Linked DNA regions of Mus musculus: all the other regions are linked to region 2. A link is a contact called in public HiChIP or PLAC-seq data. All regions are on one chromosome and are shown on one strand. Each heading gives the region's core, a stretch centred on a gene start, on an enhancer-like site or on the middle of the called end of the contact. The rest is flanking DNA. Distances are from core to core; before and after follow the strand shown.

Evidence for each region. HiChIP or PLAC-seq counts read pairs in DNA pulled down with a chosen protein or histone mark.
Region 1: a contact with region 2 is called in an H3K27ac HiChIP or PLAC-seq map of heart atrium, with 5 read pairs. The contact joins two enhancer-like sites. A contact is called at or near these places in 1 of 484 Hi-C or Micro-C datasets (nephron progenitors) and 2 of 115 datasets of contacts at active chromatin or transcription factors (heart atrium and pancreatic cancer cells).
Region 3: an H3K27ac HiChIP or PLAC-seq map of heart atrium shows a contact between it and region 2, with 5 read pairs. The contact joins two enhancer-like sites. A contact is called at or near these places in 2 of 484 Hi-C or Micro-C datasets (nephron progenitors and uterus), 1 of 115 datasets of contacts at active chromatin or transcription factors (heart atrium) and 1 of 9 other capture datasets (adipose tissue).

The regions. Positions count from the first base shown.
Region 1 is chr7:75,574,173-75,578,698 of GRCm38.p6, reverse strand. All of the region lies in intron 3 of Akap13 (A kinase (PRKA) anchor protein 13), which reads right to left. Among named protein-coding and RNA genes, the nearest start is that of Akap13, 120 kb to the right of the region's middle. Within about 2 kb of position 3,113, at least 221 of the 459 cell types and tissues checked have an H3K27ac peak or open chromatin away from gene starts, as enhancers often do. A contact at or near this core is called in heart atrium, where this site is marked.
Region 2 is chr7:75,429,327-75,434,021 of GRCm38.p6, reverse strand. It overlaps Gm46017 (a long non-coding RNA gene), which reads left to right. Exons shown (of 3, transcript XR_001778347.1): 2 at 2,025-2,868. Among named protein-coding and RNA genes, the nearest start is that of Gm46017, 5.8 kb to the left of the region's middle. Within about 2 kb of position 3,266, at least 9 of the 459 cell types and tissues checked have an H3K27ac peak or open chromatin away from gene starts, as enhancers often do. A contact at or near this core is called in heart atrium, where this site is marked.
Region 3 is chr7:75,640,453-75,644,899 of GRCm38.p6, reverse strand. The region is part of intron 8 of Akap13 (A kinase (PRKA) anchor protein 13); the gene reads right to left. Among named protein-coding and RNA genes, the nearest start is that of AU020206, 140 kb to the left of the region's middle. Within about 2 kb of position 2,314, at least 228 of the 459 cell types and tissues checked have an H3K27ac peak or open chromatin away from gene starts, as enhancers often do. A contact at or near this core is called in heart atrium, where this site is marked.

The DNA.
Region 1 (4,526 bases), core at 1,864-4,363, 140 kb before region 2:
CTTTCAGAATTAAGTATTTCCAACAAGGAGATTGTATTTAACAAACTATTCACTATTTTTTCTCAGTTTTTCAAATGCAGTTCTCAACTAGCTAGGGTTATATGTTGCTCCTATGAGAGAGAGAGAGAGAGAGAGAGAGAGAGAGAGAGAGAGAGAGAGAGAGAGATCTCCCCCCCCAGATACATAAAAAGAGTAAGTTGGAAGAACATAGTGATGAGAGTGTTGTAAGCTATGAAGGCCCAGCCCAAGAGGTTTCAGGAGAACAATATGAATTAACTGGGCTAGATACCATTTTTGTGATATGTTGGCAAAGAATGTAGCTTCTTTTTGTACTCTTTCTAGAATCTGGAGGTTTCCAGCTGATTTCACTGGCAGAAGAGATTTCAAGATTTCAGTATTGCCTTGCTGTGTGGTATTAGCAACCTCTCTTAAGCAGGTCTATAACAAAAATGTCACAGCAGACAAAAAGAAATACAAAATAGCACCGGGCGTGGTGGCGCACGCCTAGCACTTGGGAGGCAGAGGCAGAGGCAGGCGGATTTCTGCTTTTGAGGCCAGCCTGGTCTACAAAGTGAGTTCGAGGACAGCCAGGGCTACAGAGAAACCCTGACTCGAAAAACCAAAAAAAAAAAAAAAAAAAAAAAAAAAAAAGAAAATACAAAATATGCATTCCAAGAAGAAAGGGGCACTAGGAAATGTATTGTTGGAACCAAGGCTTATGCTGAAAAGATAAGGAAAGGCCTGCCATGAAATGGAATAAAGAGAGGGGTTCGCTTGAAGCAAGACTGGGTCCCAGCTAAGCTTCCAACGTGAAACAAGAAAAGGCATAAAACATTACCTGTTCCTTAAAAGCAACAACAAATGTAACTCTAAGAGGCATCTAGGTTCCATCCCAAGCAGGCAGACAAACTTGGGAACATTAGCCATAGCTTTAGAGTCAAGACGAAGACAGGAGTAAAAGATCTGTGGGATGTTCTTCCACCGTGAAGGAAGGCCCCCAAAGACTTAGGCATCTGGCAAGGGAGGTCCTGTATGGAGACCCTAAGAGACCGCTGAATGGAGCTAGGAAAATGAAGCCTGAATTACATCAAAGATGTCAGGATGTTGGAAGTGCCAGAGCCACGGGATGCCTGCCAGGAAAAGTTGCATACAGGAAGTAGAACCACCCTGAGAGAAGTGTGTTACAGACAATAAAGCTGGAAGGGTGGATGCCACCCTTGACATCAGAGACTAAACTACAAGGATTTAAGAGTTTGCCCTTTTGCGTTTCAGTCTTGCTTTGGTCCACTTTTTCCTCACTGTGCCACCGTGCTCAGCTTTTGGGATGATGGTCGTGGTGGTCATGGTGGTAGTGTGTATGTACCCACACTGCGTCTGCCTTGAGTTTCAGAAGAGACTTTAGATTTTGAAATGATAGTGACACTGTGAAAAATTCTGTGGACTTATAGTGCATTTTGCTTTATGATATAGTTAGAAGCATATTAAGGCCAGAAAGTGAAATGTGGTGGTTTGAATGAGAAAGGTCCACATAAGCTCATATGATTGAATAAGTGGTCTTCAGTTGGTGGAACTGTTTGAGAAAGATTTAGAAAATGTGGCCTTATTGGAGGATGCGTGTCACTGGGGTGGCTTTGAGGTTTCAAAAACCCATGGCATTGCCAGTCAGCTCTCTCTGCCTCCTCCTTGTGGATCAAAATGTGAGTTCTCTGCTACTACTTCAGCACCATGCTTACCTGCCTGCTCCCATGCCTCCCTTCATGATAATCACAGACTCAGACTCAGCCTCTGAAACGGTAAGCCCCAAATAAAATCTTTCTTCTCTAAGTTTGTCTTGGTCATGGTACTCTTACAGAACTGAAAAGTAACTAAGATACCTCCATATGCACATAAGTGGTACACATATATATATGCAGGCAAAACAAGCAAATATATAAAATAAAAGACAACTCTAAAAAAAGTACTAAGTACCTACCGTGTGGCCAAAACACTCAAGATTGGCAGAGTATCACTATCAAGCTCAAGATTAGTTTTTAGTCCCTGTGTCTTTTCAAATAAAATGAAAAATAAAGGGGTTACCATTGTTTAAAACTAAGGGTTGTGTAATATACATCTAGGAATAAAACTGGTCTCAGTGTAGAAGCACAGGTAAGACTCACTGTAAGCTTGCTCTAGACAGATTACGGCTGGAGGAGGAGGAATATTAATCTTATGTCTGCCTTAGTCTAAAGCTACAGTACAAAGACAGGATGGGAAATTATAGCAAATTTAATACAATAAAAACAGAAGTTGTAGTAGGGAAGTGCAATAGCAACAATTTTCAACTAGTTTCCATGGTGTTTTTGTTTCCACTCAATTTCCTGGTAACAAGAGGAACATAAGCAGAGCTATTTCTTTTTTAAAGGAAAAGTACTGAAATTTTACTCAATTTCTAAAAGAAGCTATCCTATAGGATTCAGAAAGAAACAAAATTCCCAGAAACTGTTGAGGGGAGAAAGTCCTAAGTTTAAGTGCATTTTAGGACCCTGCAGTGTCAATTTTGTTTACAATGAAAACAGAACATAAGTATGAGGTCTGAAGGATCTGTTACCCACCAAGTAATCTACAGGGAATAATGAAGGAAACAGTAGATTTGTGTGCCAAGTTCTCTTGCAGAAAGGTGTGGTCATCCTAACACACACCCAGCCTTGAAGCCTTTCTCTGACCATAAAATGATACCATCAACCTTACAGAAGTATTGAAAATATCAGCAGGCACCACACAAAGCACATGGCAAACAGGCACCAGGAACTGGTAGTTATACTCAAAACACTACTGTTGTTTAAGTATCACACAGAAAAATAGATCACTAAATCTTGACAAAGTGTTTCACAAGCCAGCAAGCCTGTAGGACAACTAACAACTTTATTAGCACTGCAGAACTGAAAAAATAAAAATAAAAATAAAAACAACAGGAGAAAAGACTTAAACAAAAAGCACCCAGAAGCACCCAGGTAAGAAGCAAGTTATCTAAGGTTAACAGTCTTCTTAAACTCAGTAAATCCTAGGCCCTGTGGGTCAAAAGTACGTGTGCCTGAGGTTGGGAGAGCCTCCCTGCAGGCTTCTTTCCCTGCAAGCATTTTATCACTGTCTAAAGCATCTGCACCCATGGAAACGCAAAACTGCTACAAATAAACAAAAGTACTGAACTATGACCCAAAAATTACTTCATTTCCTGTTAAGCTAAAAGTGGAACACATCCCACCCTGGGCCATCTCTTCTTCGGAGACTAAAACAATCCGGCCTTTGTTTTTATCATCGATCTAAAAAAGTACCCTAAAAGCGCTTACTGGACCAGCCCAGGCCAATCCCACACAGAAAGAGGAGACTCTATTAGTCAGCAATGGGATATAAACTAGATTTACTACTCAGTTTATCATAGACGTGTTTAAGAACCTGATGTGGTTTTCTTCCTCTGGAACAGTAAAAGTGAAATGCTCAGTTTGCAGACTGCTCTCCACCCCCTCCAGAGAGGATCAAATAAACAGACAAGACCACACTGCTAGATCCTGCAGACTAAGGGCGGGCAAACGAATTTGATGCATTTATAGAATGTCTCTACATGCAGGGGAATAACAGTGAGGGACAAAACACAAAAACAAAGAAAAATACAACAGCAAACTTAGAACCCCATCATGTGTACTGTGAAAAAGGGCAGGCTATTGAACTCTACAGCGTGATTTCTGTATTCTAGCCTAAACCTTGAAAGCAGTGCTTTCCAACCCTTTTTCCTATTTTCATTACTCCTAGAAACCATTTTTAGCTTTTCCCTATTCAACCTCTACCTAGTAGAATCTTGAGTCTCATTGATATGCCTTAGGTTTGTTTACGTGTGTGTATACTTTGTATGCGAAGAATAAGAACCCCCCCCCCCGCCCCACACACACCAAGATCCAATTTACACTGATTTATTATCTATCAGTCACGCTGTAACACCCTAGGATTACGGTGCAGTGCTCACGGGTACAAGATGTAGAAATGATATCTAACACAGCATCATCACTGCTAGCCACACAGGTGGGCACTTTTTCCTCTCTTCAACTACTTCCTGGTTTGCTTTTCCAGGGCAGCCCTTATATGAACTGCATTATTTGATTTTTTTTCCCAAATTTTTATTTTTTAAAATTTTTCCATTATTTGATTTTTTTAAAACAAACTCAATAGACAAACTCAAAGCTGTCAAGATATTATCTTATTGGCCTAGTCGGCCATCACTGGAAAGAGAGGAACGCCAGGGCCAAAAAGGGGGAGTGGGCGGGTAGGGGAGTGGGGGTGGGTGGGTATGGGGGACTTTTGGTATAGCATTGGAAATGTAAATGAGCTAAATACCTAATAAAAAATGGAAAGAAAAAAAAAGATATTATCTTATACTTGGATTACATAGACTATTATAAAGTGTTCAGTTTGAAATAGTAACTGATAACTTAAGGGAAATTATAAGAATTCTTGACTGTGCAAATTAAAAGCTCGTAGCTTTTTATTTCAAAATA
Region 2 (4,695 bases), core at 2,017-4,516:
GTGGTGTGCTAACAGGCTTCCTTTCCTTGTTTCCTTGTTTCCTTGTTCTCTCTCTCTCTCTCTCTCTCTCTCTCTCTCTCTCTGTGTGTGTGTGTGTGTGTGTGTGTGCCTGCACAGGCGTGCCTTTCCATGCATGTGTATGTGTGCACATGTGTTAAATGTATGATCTTGTGTGCATGTGAGCTGGGGGGCACAAATGTGCATGTGGAGGTCAGAGGCTGACACCCTGTGATCACTCTGTCCCTTTGATTTCTCTATGGGGAATTGGAGTGAGAGTGCCTGCAGCTCAGAGATCAGCTGCGGGGAGTGAGTTTTCCTCTTCGTAGGTGATGGGGATTGAACTGGGGCTTGGTGGCAAGTTCAGTCACCTTCTCAGCTGTCCTGCCCTCTCCGTCTTACAGTTTCATAGGTCATCAGTTGGCTGAGTGATGGGCTCTAGGAGTCAGACTGTCTTTGTCCCAGCTGGTACTGGCTTTACAGACAAGCACCAGGGCGATAGTCTTCTCCCATGGGTGCTGAGGATCATGTTCCCATGTTTGCTCAGCAGGGACTTTACCCACTGGGATGTCCCTCTCTTGAACTTATTCCTTAAGTACATCTCTGGCTGTTCGTTTTCCAGTTCCAAAGACTTCAATGGTTCATTGTTGCATATAGCATGAAACTAAATGCCTTGACTAAGAATTCAGAATTAAGTGACTTCCAGGGTAAATGTGTACAAAGTTAAACTCCTCTGTCTAAACCCAAAGAGTGCCTACTTGGGGATATGTAAACAGACTCATTTTATTGAGTCATTCTTCTGTAGTGCCAACAACCTTTGCATCCCTAAAGACTTCCAGCATCCAACCTTCATGCTTATTACATCATATATGTCAGTCTGCTCCAGAATTTTACTCTATAATGCAAACTTTCTGCTTCATGTTGTTAGCCCTTATTCACATCAAACTTACTTATGCCTCTTACCATAAGCAGTAAACCAAATACAATTACTGACCTAGATACATTGTTATGACATCATCCCATCTTTTTTTGACATCAACATATACTTTAACCTACTGCTTCTACCACTTTCTTATTTACCCTCTTTTCCTTTCTAACTTTTAAAATATACATGCATGTGTATGTGTTTGTACATGGTTTGTGCATGTATGTGCTGAGTTCCACAGGAGGCTAGGGTCCTCTGGAAGATTATCAACTGCTCTGAACCACTGAGCCATCTATCCAGCCTCTGTTCTTGAAATTCATTTTATTAACATAAAGTATATCTACAGTATATATACCCACTAAGTCTACAACTCAGTGAGTCTGGTAAGTCTGTAACTATTTCTCAGATGAGAAAGAGGAATATTTCTGTGAACTCCAAAAGTTTTCATGTGCTCCAGCCCAGTTGATTCTGACCCTTACCCAGGGCTTCAAACAATAACAGCCTGGCTTTCTATCACCTTAAAGATTTGTCTTCCCACGAGTTTGTTGCTAGGGGTGCAGAGCATATGCCTCTGGCAAGTATTGTAATTATTTCCTGTGCAACACTTGCTCCCAAATTTAGTTTAAATTAGCTTACAAAGTTTCTGAAACTTAGGAATCCACAGGCTGTTTAAGTGGAAGGTTTCTTTTTTTAATGTCTTATTTTTCTTTAGACAGGAAGTATCGGGTCTGTGGTGGGGTTGTGGCAAAGCTGACATTGGAAACCAGCTTCTTTGGCTTTCCAGTGTGGACTGAAAACACCTGCTCTTCAGGAATCCTCCAAGACTGCAGCTCCAGTCTGCAACAGCTGAAGCATCCTGACTCAAGTTCTGAGCAGCCACTGGGTTGTCAGACAGGGCAGCGTGTAGACAGCCATTGTCCAGCCTAGACCACCTATGTTATGTGAACTAATCTAATAAGTCCCCTTCATAATATATATTCGTTCTATTGGTTGTGATCCCCTAAGAGCCCAGACTAATGTAACCATATTCATAACTTCCTTTTCAAACCCATTCCTTTCCCTATCATCCAACCTTCACTAAAAGTCATATCTTGTCTGGCAGGCTTCCGGTTTCTTCTGACACTGATTCCAACCATCCAGACTGATGCTGATGGATATCACATTCTGCCAACTCCACAGCTTCACCTGTCCAGAATATGCTCTTGAGCTCCCTCTGCCCTCCCTGCTGATATATTTACCTCTACCCAGCATATCCTCCAACAATATCAGTGTTCAACTAAATCTACACGTAACAGACCAGTGCAAGACTACTTCCAGCATGAAGTCTGCCTCTGATTGACTGGGAGGATTCTCACGGGTCACCAACTTGTAGGAGAGTCTATTGGGTCTCATTTTTTTCGGGGACTTTCTTCACAGTTAAATATAGCTTGAAACCAAGACCTCTGGGGCTTAGGAAACCCTGGAAGCAGATACCGGCTGGAAAAGCTGTCCTTTACCTCTTCCGCCTCCATGTCCTCTCTTCCTATACCCATTTCCTTTCACACAAAGCAAATGCTTTGCCAGTGCCAAACCCGACTCACTGGAGAAACTCAGACAGAAATAAGACATTAGGATAATGTTTTTAAAACTTGAACACCTGCATCCCAGTCTGTGAAAAAGCCCTGAAGTTTGTGAAAGGATGATTTTAATTTTGTTTTCTTCTCTCCACCCCTTTAGCTTTCAACCTGGATCTGATGGCTCCCTGTCACATTAGCTTGACGAGGTCCTCTGTTAATGCACTTAAATCTTGACCTAGAGACCCCAGTGGGTGTATAATTCCCTGCTGAGCTGCGGCTGGAGCACCACGTGGGGGAAGACTTGGCCTCAGCACACGTGGGGAATAAAGCTTGTGACAGCAAACACTCTAGCCCGGGTGATTTCAGCTGGTCTCTTGCAGTGGATAGCAGGTCTGTTTGGAAAGCTGCTTTGTTTCTCTGTTTTTCTCTTAAAGGTCTCTTTCCTCTTCTTTTCGTTTTAAGTGCAACACTACCTCCTGACGTTCTATTTTGACTATTCAGCAATAGAGACAACACACACAGACACACACGTACATACACACACATACACATATACCCATACACATATATACATACATACACACTTGCATACATGCATATACATATACACACATACATGCACATACACACATATACACATTGTGGGGAGGATTTTAAAAGTGATCCCATGTCTATTGAACCTCAGCAGAGTTGCCAAGTCACAAAAGAGACTTCAGAATAACTCTTACGTAGGGACCTTGGCCCCATGTGTGCTGACAGTTACACATTCCAGCTTGTCATCTGTCTCCAGCTTGCTTTCCTGAATGTCTCCATAGAGTTATGCCGCTTATCACCTGCTTAGTATGTGACACTTCATCTGCCAAGACAATGTCATATTAGAAAAAGCCTTCCCATGCATGGGGGCAATCAAAGATTGCAACACATAAAAATCAGGCCTTTTGTGTGAGGGCACAGCCCTTCTTTCTAATCTGTTCTCTAAATCTTGCCTGTTAGCCCACTGACCATAAGCAATGCATCTAATAATGTAATAATGGGTTCTGACTGGTAAAGCATACTATCCTATTTGGGTCTTTCTCTCTTCTTTCTTTCTTTCTTTCTTTCTCTCTCTCTCTTTCTTTTTTTCTTTCTTCTTTCCCTCTTTCCTTCCTTCCCTCCTTCCTTCCTTTCTTTCTCTCTCTCTCTTTTTCTTTCTTTCTTCTTTCCCTCTTTCCTTCCTTCCCTCCTTCCTTCTTTCTTTCTTTTTTCTTTCTCTCTCTCTTTCTTCCTTTTTTCCTTCCTTTCTTTCTTTGACTTCTCATGTAGCCCAGGCCAGTCTCTAACTTGCTATGTAGCCAGGGAACTTGGCAGTCTCCTACTTTCACACAGACACACACTGGGTGCTGAGATTAAAATGTGCTCCAACACATCCACTTATCTTTGTTTTCTTTGCTTATTTTACTTTGTTTTGAGGCAGTATCTCAAAGGCTAGCCTGGAATTCACTCTGTAGTCCAGGCTTGCCTTGAAGTTATAGAGATCCTTCTGTCTCAGCCTCCCAAGTGCTGGGATTATCTCAGTGAGCCACTAGCCCAGCTTCAAACTGTCTTCGAAACTCAAAAGTCCTGTCAGTAAGTTTGATCAGAAAGTGAGCATGGGAGCCAGTGAGATGGCTCATCGAGTAATGATGCACACCAAGCCTGGTGATTTGAATTCTATCCCTAGGAACTACCCAGAGGAACCAACTCCTGAAAGCTGTCTTCAACTTCCACATGCTCCCTAACTCCCTATAGTTAGCACCAACCCCAAATCCTTCCCCCAAAAATACATTAAATACCAAAAATAAGAGCTCATGTTCTCAAATATTATATAGGGCTACCAAAAATGAGCTCACTAACTATTAAAGGCACTTCTGTAGACTTCTTGCAAACACACACACACACACACACACACACACACATTTAATTAAATGAGTTAAGTTCATTTGACAGTGAGAAACTAGCACCTTTAGTTATGGCCAGAAATGGAATGCAAGTCGCAAAATGCTTTAATAGCAGAACTTTGTGGTCCTAAACTGCTTCTGCTGATACACTTCAGGGCTGGGCTATAGCCTTCTGTTCATCCAGACCTGAAAAGTCGCTCAGAGCCTGTTTGTAAAGGTGAGGGCCTTTGTCTTTTTCTCTTTGGTAAAAATCTCAAATGTCATTCGTGTCCTGCGAGATGCGAATGTGATTGTCAACATC
Region 3 (4,447 bases), core at 1,065-3,564, 210 kb before region 2:
AGTGATTACTGAGGGGCAGTGACACCACCACACCACAAATCACACCTCCTCCGAGGGCCACACCCAATGTGGATTTCACTGGCTTCTGTGTCTAGGTTTCTGAGCTCATTTGCCAGCTTCTTGTAGGGAGAGACTAAGTATTGTAACCCATACCCGAAAGGCCAAGGGAAGAAGGTAATGTTAGGCTAGCCTAGGATGCTTTACCAAGTTAAGGAGGTGCTTATCTCAAAGGGGCAGGGGATGGTGGCACAAGGGTGAGGTGGCTCAGTTGGTAAAGGTGTTTGCTGCTAAGCCTGAGTTTGATCCCCAGGACCCACAAGGCTGAAGGACAGAACAAACTCCCCAAGCTATCCTCTGACTATACAACAGGTGAGCCATGCCACATATACAACAGCAAAACATTGTAATGTCATAAAAGAAAGTGGGTTATCTCAAGTACTAAACAGAGTTGATACACCAACAATAGACTTCCACTATTTAACCCAGACATTAGATTAGTACTTTATCCAAAATTATTCCTTTTTCACTTAACCTGCTTCACTCTCCAAAATTTAGATGTTCAGGTTCTTTGGCTTCTATGAAGTACTTGGCTGACTTCCAATTTCCCTGCCTTTGCCAGAAAACAGCTAAACTTCCAAAAAGTACTTCATGAGTTGTCCAACATTCCCAGACTCTGGCCTTACCGAATGTAGAAGTCCTTACTAATTTTAGATTCAAGGATGTCTTCTGTGAACAATTAGCCAGTTCAGAGTCTCCGCCCCCTTCCGCTTAGACACCCAACCTTACTAACGATGTGAAATCAAACAAATGTAAATGCAGCTCATCACTGGTCAGAAGCTAAGGCAGGAAAAGAGTCAACTAGAGACAGTACCAACAGAATCCTGACTTCTTGTTTCCCTGGAAAACTAAGACTGAGAGACAGGAGAAGAGCAGATGGATAGGAAAGACCAAAGACCTACACAGACAAAGGGACAAAGAGACGGACAGAAAAGGAAGCTCACAGAGAAAGAGAGGTGGAATTGAGGTGTGGGGATGGGGCAAGCAACAGAAAAACAGAGGCATCTAGCAAAAGGGCAGCTCTGAGAATGAATTCCTCCTTTGTGATTATTTAGATTCTACTTAGAACAAGTAAAATTTTATTTTAGTAATAAGTGCTTTGTTGCAGATTCATTTTCTCTCTCTCTCTCTCTCTCACACACACACACACACACACACACACACACACACACACACACACAGACACAGTCTCTGTTCAGACATGCCTTTAAAGAACTTTAAATCCCCCACCCCCCCACCCCCTTGATCTTCTGTCACTGTTAGCTCAGGCTTTCTCACACTTCATCCTAGTTTAGGAAGGATCAAGACCGGGCAGTAAGGGTACAGAGAGAAGTCTTCCTGAGATGTTGAAACTGTATGAGGTGTGGCCCCTTCTTACCTTCAGCAACACCACATCGACAGTCCTGTCCACCTTGGAGATGTCACACAGGCTATAGCGCCTTTTGTGCCGCTCATACATTTTGTACAGATGCAGAAAAGAAGAGACAAAATGTAGACGGATATCTGCTGAATCCAGGGACCAATGTGCTCACACAGGTCCGAAATTCCAAATTCTCACAGTGGGCGGGAGGAGACTTCTGCTTCCAGATTCCTCTATATAGAAAACTCTCGGGTTAAGGAAAAAAAAAAAAAAAAAAAAAAAGCAGACTCCAAATCTGTGAACTAAGTGGGAACTTTCTGGCAACTTCAGAGCACGGAGACGAGTTTATAATTCATAATAAAAGCAGTCTGCAGTAAGATCGCTGCTGTGCAGATCTTGACTGAAAGAGAAGCACAGATCTTTTCCATCACTGCCGAGAACTCCAGTAGAAAAATTAAGGACGAACTGGCTAAGCATAATGGTTGGCACATGTATGCAGAAAACCCAGAGCCAGTAAGCACTTAGCCACGAAGACAAAGGTTTTTTTTTTTTTTTTTAAAAGGAAGGTGGCTATTTCAAAGTGATGGCACGAGAGAATTCCTTAAAACAACAAAGGCAAGAAACCTATATGGAGGCGGGGGGGGGGGGGGGGAGAAAAAAAATCTGGAGGTATTTTCTAGAGTATCCACTTTTTTAGCCAGTCTCCAGCTCTTCAGCAGCAGGGCTGGATTTTGACTTAAGTTGAAAATATCTAAGGACAGCCAGCCGGCCGAGTACAAGGAAAATAGACCACTCCCCCAGATGTCCTCCCTCCCTCCCTCCCTAGCTGGCTGCCGCTAGCTAGCCAGTCCCTCCCTCCGCAGCCTCCACACCCTTTACCCTGCTCTCTCAAGATCGTCATTACTTGCCCTTTCAGACCTGCACCAGCAGCCTTGGAGGTTTGGAAACCTAATTGCAGTGGTGGGAACATGAATCATCTACAGACTAAGAGAAAAAACAAGGCTTCCTTTTCCAACAGGCTTCCTCCTGCTCCTCCTCCTCCTTACAAGTCCCCAGTGAAAAAGGCTCTGTCAGACACCGCAAGGAACGACCTCAGTCCCTTTGATGCCAGTAGTATGCTAATAAAGAAAGGCGGTGTTATACTAAACACTACTAGTCTGTACTACAGCCTTGGCATTCAGGAAAGACACAGAGACCCTGAATCCAGCCAAGGCGTATACAGCATCTCCCTGCAGAATGCAAAGGAATGATTTAATATCAGAAAAATGTTAGCCAAATATTTCAGAGTTATGTCTCTAGGATGTAGAATTAGCTACAAAAATGTCTGGCAAGGGTTAGAAGTCATCACAAGTTAAGGTTTTGTCTCATCTGGGGTCTGAGAAAGTTCTAAAGAAAGTTAAAGAGATGGCATAGGATGAATGTACGCATGTCTCTTAGGACTCTTGGGACTAAGAAGAGTCACGTGGCTGAGACCGCCTTGCCTGTCACACCTCTCAATCATGGGACTATGTGACTTCATTTGCCTGTTTTCTTGCTTCTCCAGACCTCTCCAGTTGCCAGTCTCCTATGCCTCAGGAGCAGACACAGTCGTTCATTTTTAGACACTGGGGACTGTAATAAACATTGGAGGGGTAAAGAGGAAGAGGAATCAAGGAAGCAAAAAGCAGAAAAGAGAGGTGAAAGAATAGAAAAGGGGGTTAAAACAAAACCCTAAAATAAACCCACAGTGGGCTAGGTACGGACATGCCTTTAATCCCAGCACTATGGAGACAGAGCAGGCAGACCTCTGTGAGTTCGAGGATAGCCTGATCCATGACATGAGTTCCATGACAGACAGGGTTATATAAAGAGACTCTGTGCCAAAAGCAACACCAAACAAGGGAAACAGCATTCTAATGCTTTCCGGGAGAAGCAGTCCTACGTTCTCTCTAAGGGGACAGAGTGCAGCCCCTTACACGGATTTGGAGAATGTGAGTGTACAACCTTAAACACCACAACAGAAAGGAAGTGAAGGGACTAAATACTACAGTTTCTCTCAATAATGCAAGCAAAGTTGGTGAAAGGTGTTTTCTTTTTGAAGCTGTGAAAGGGTAACGAAGGTCTAATGAGTCACCATTTCCTCAGGCCAGGTGTTTAAGGAGGCTAGTCTGCTTAGGAGAAAGCAACGGAGCAAACCCAGGTAAGGTGGCCAGTTCTTCACTTACCCATCTGTCTACCCAAACACCACTGTCTCAGCTCCCTCTAACACAAGCCTCATCCTGATCCCACCACAGGTCCATTAAAAGCATGAAGGTGGACAATGTCCTCTTTCTGGTGCTCTAGAGAGCAAGCCTCGCTCACACCGGCACCGTAGACAGTAAGCACATGATGCTTTTCAGTACAGAGGATGCTAGACACAGTAGACACAAGACAATTGAAGAGATGAAGTTGTAAATAAAATTCTTGCTTAAGCTAACCAAAAAAGCACGGGACTCTGTGCAGGAGCATACAAGAACTTTGATATCATGTGGTTTAAGGGCATAGGTCCAAAGGTCCAGGAGGGGCAGGCTTAAGTGTACAAAAAATCTGGCTGCCTATTATATTTTATGGATCAACTTTCACCAAGCTATAATTTAGAATCCCCTCTTCCCAATGAACACAAAGCTGTCTCCCCTCTGTTCTCAAATGGTTTGCTCCTCACTGCCTCTCCCTTCTGTTCTAATTAGAATCAAATGTTTCCTGCTTGCAAGTTCCCAAGCATCTCTCTAGAGAACCAGAGATGCTCTGGTCACTGTAAAGTCTTTCTGTACCAACTCGATCAAACTAAAGATGATCCATATCCATTCAATAGACATTCTATGCCCTGCAGAAGAGGCAAACAAAGAAATAAAACCCATGGACTTTGTCCTTGGAAACTTTACATAATCAGAGAAATGTTTCAAAACCATTATAATTTTCTGAATGACACCAGAGGACTGTTTGAAATAAATATATTAGCCTTTTTTGTCTGTTTTTTTTTTGTTGTTCTAGAAATCTAGATTTTTCTCTTTT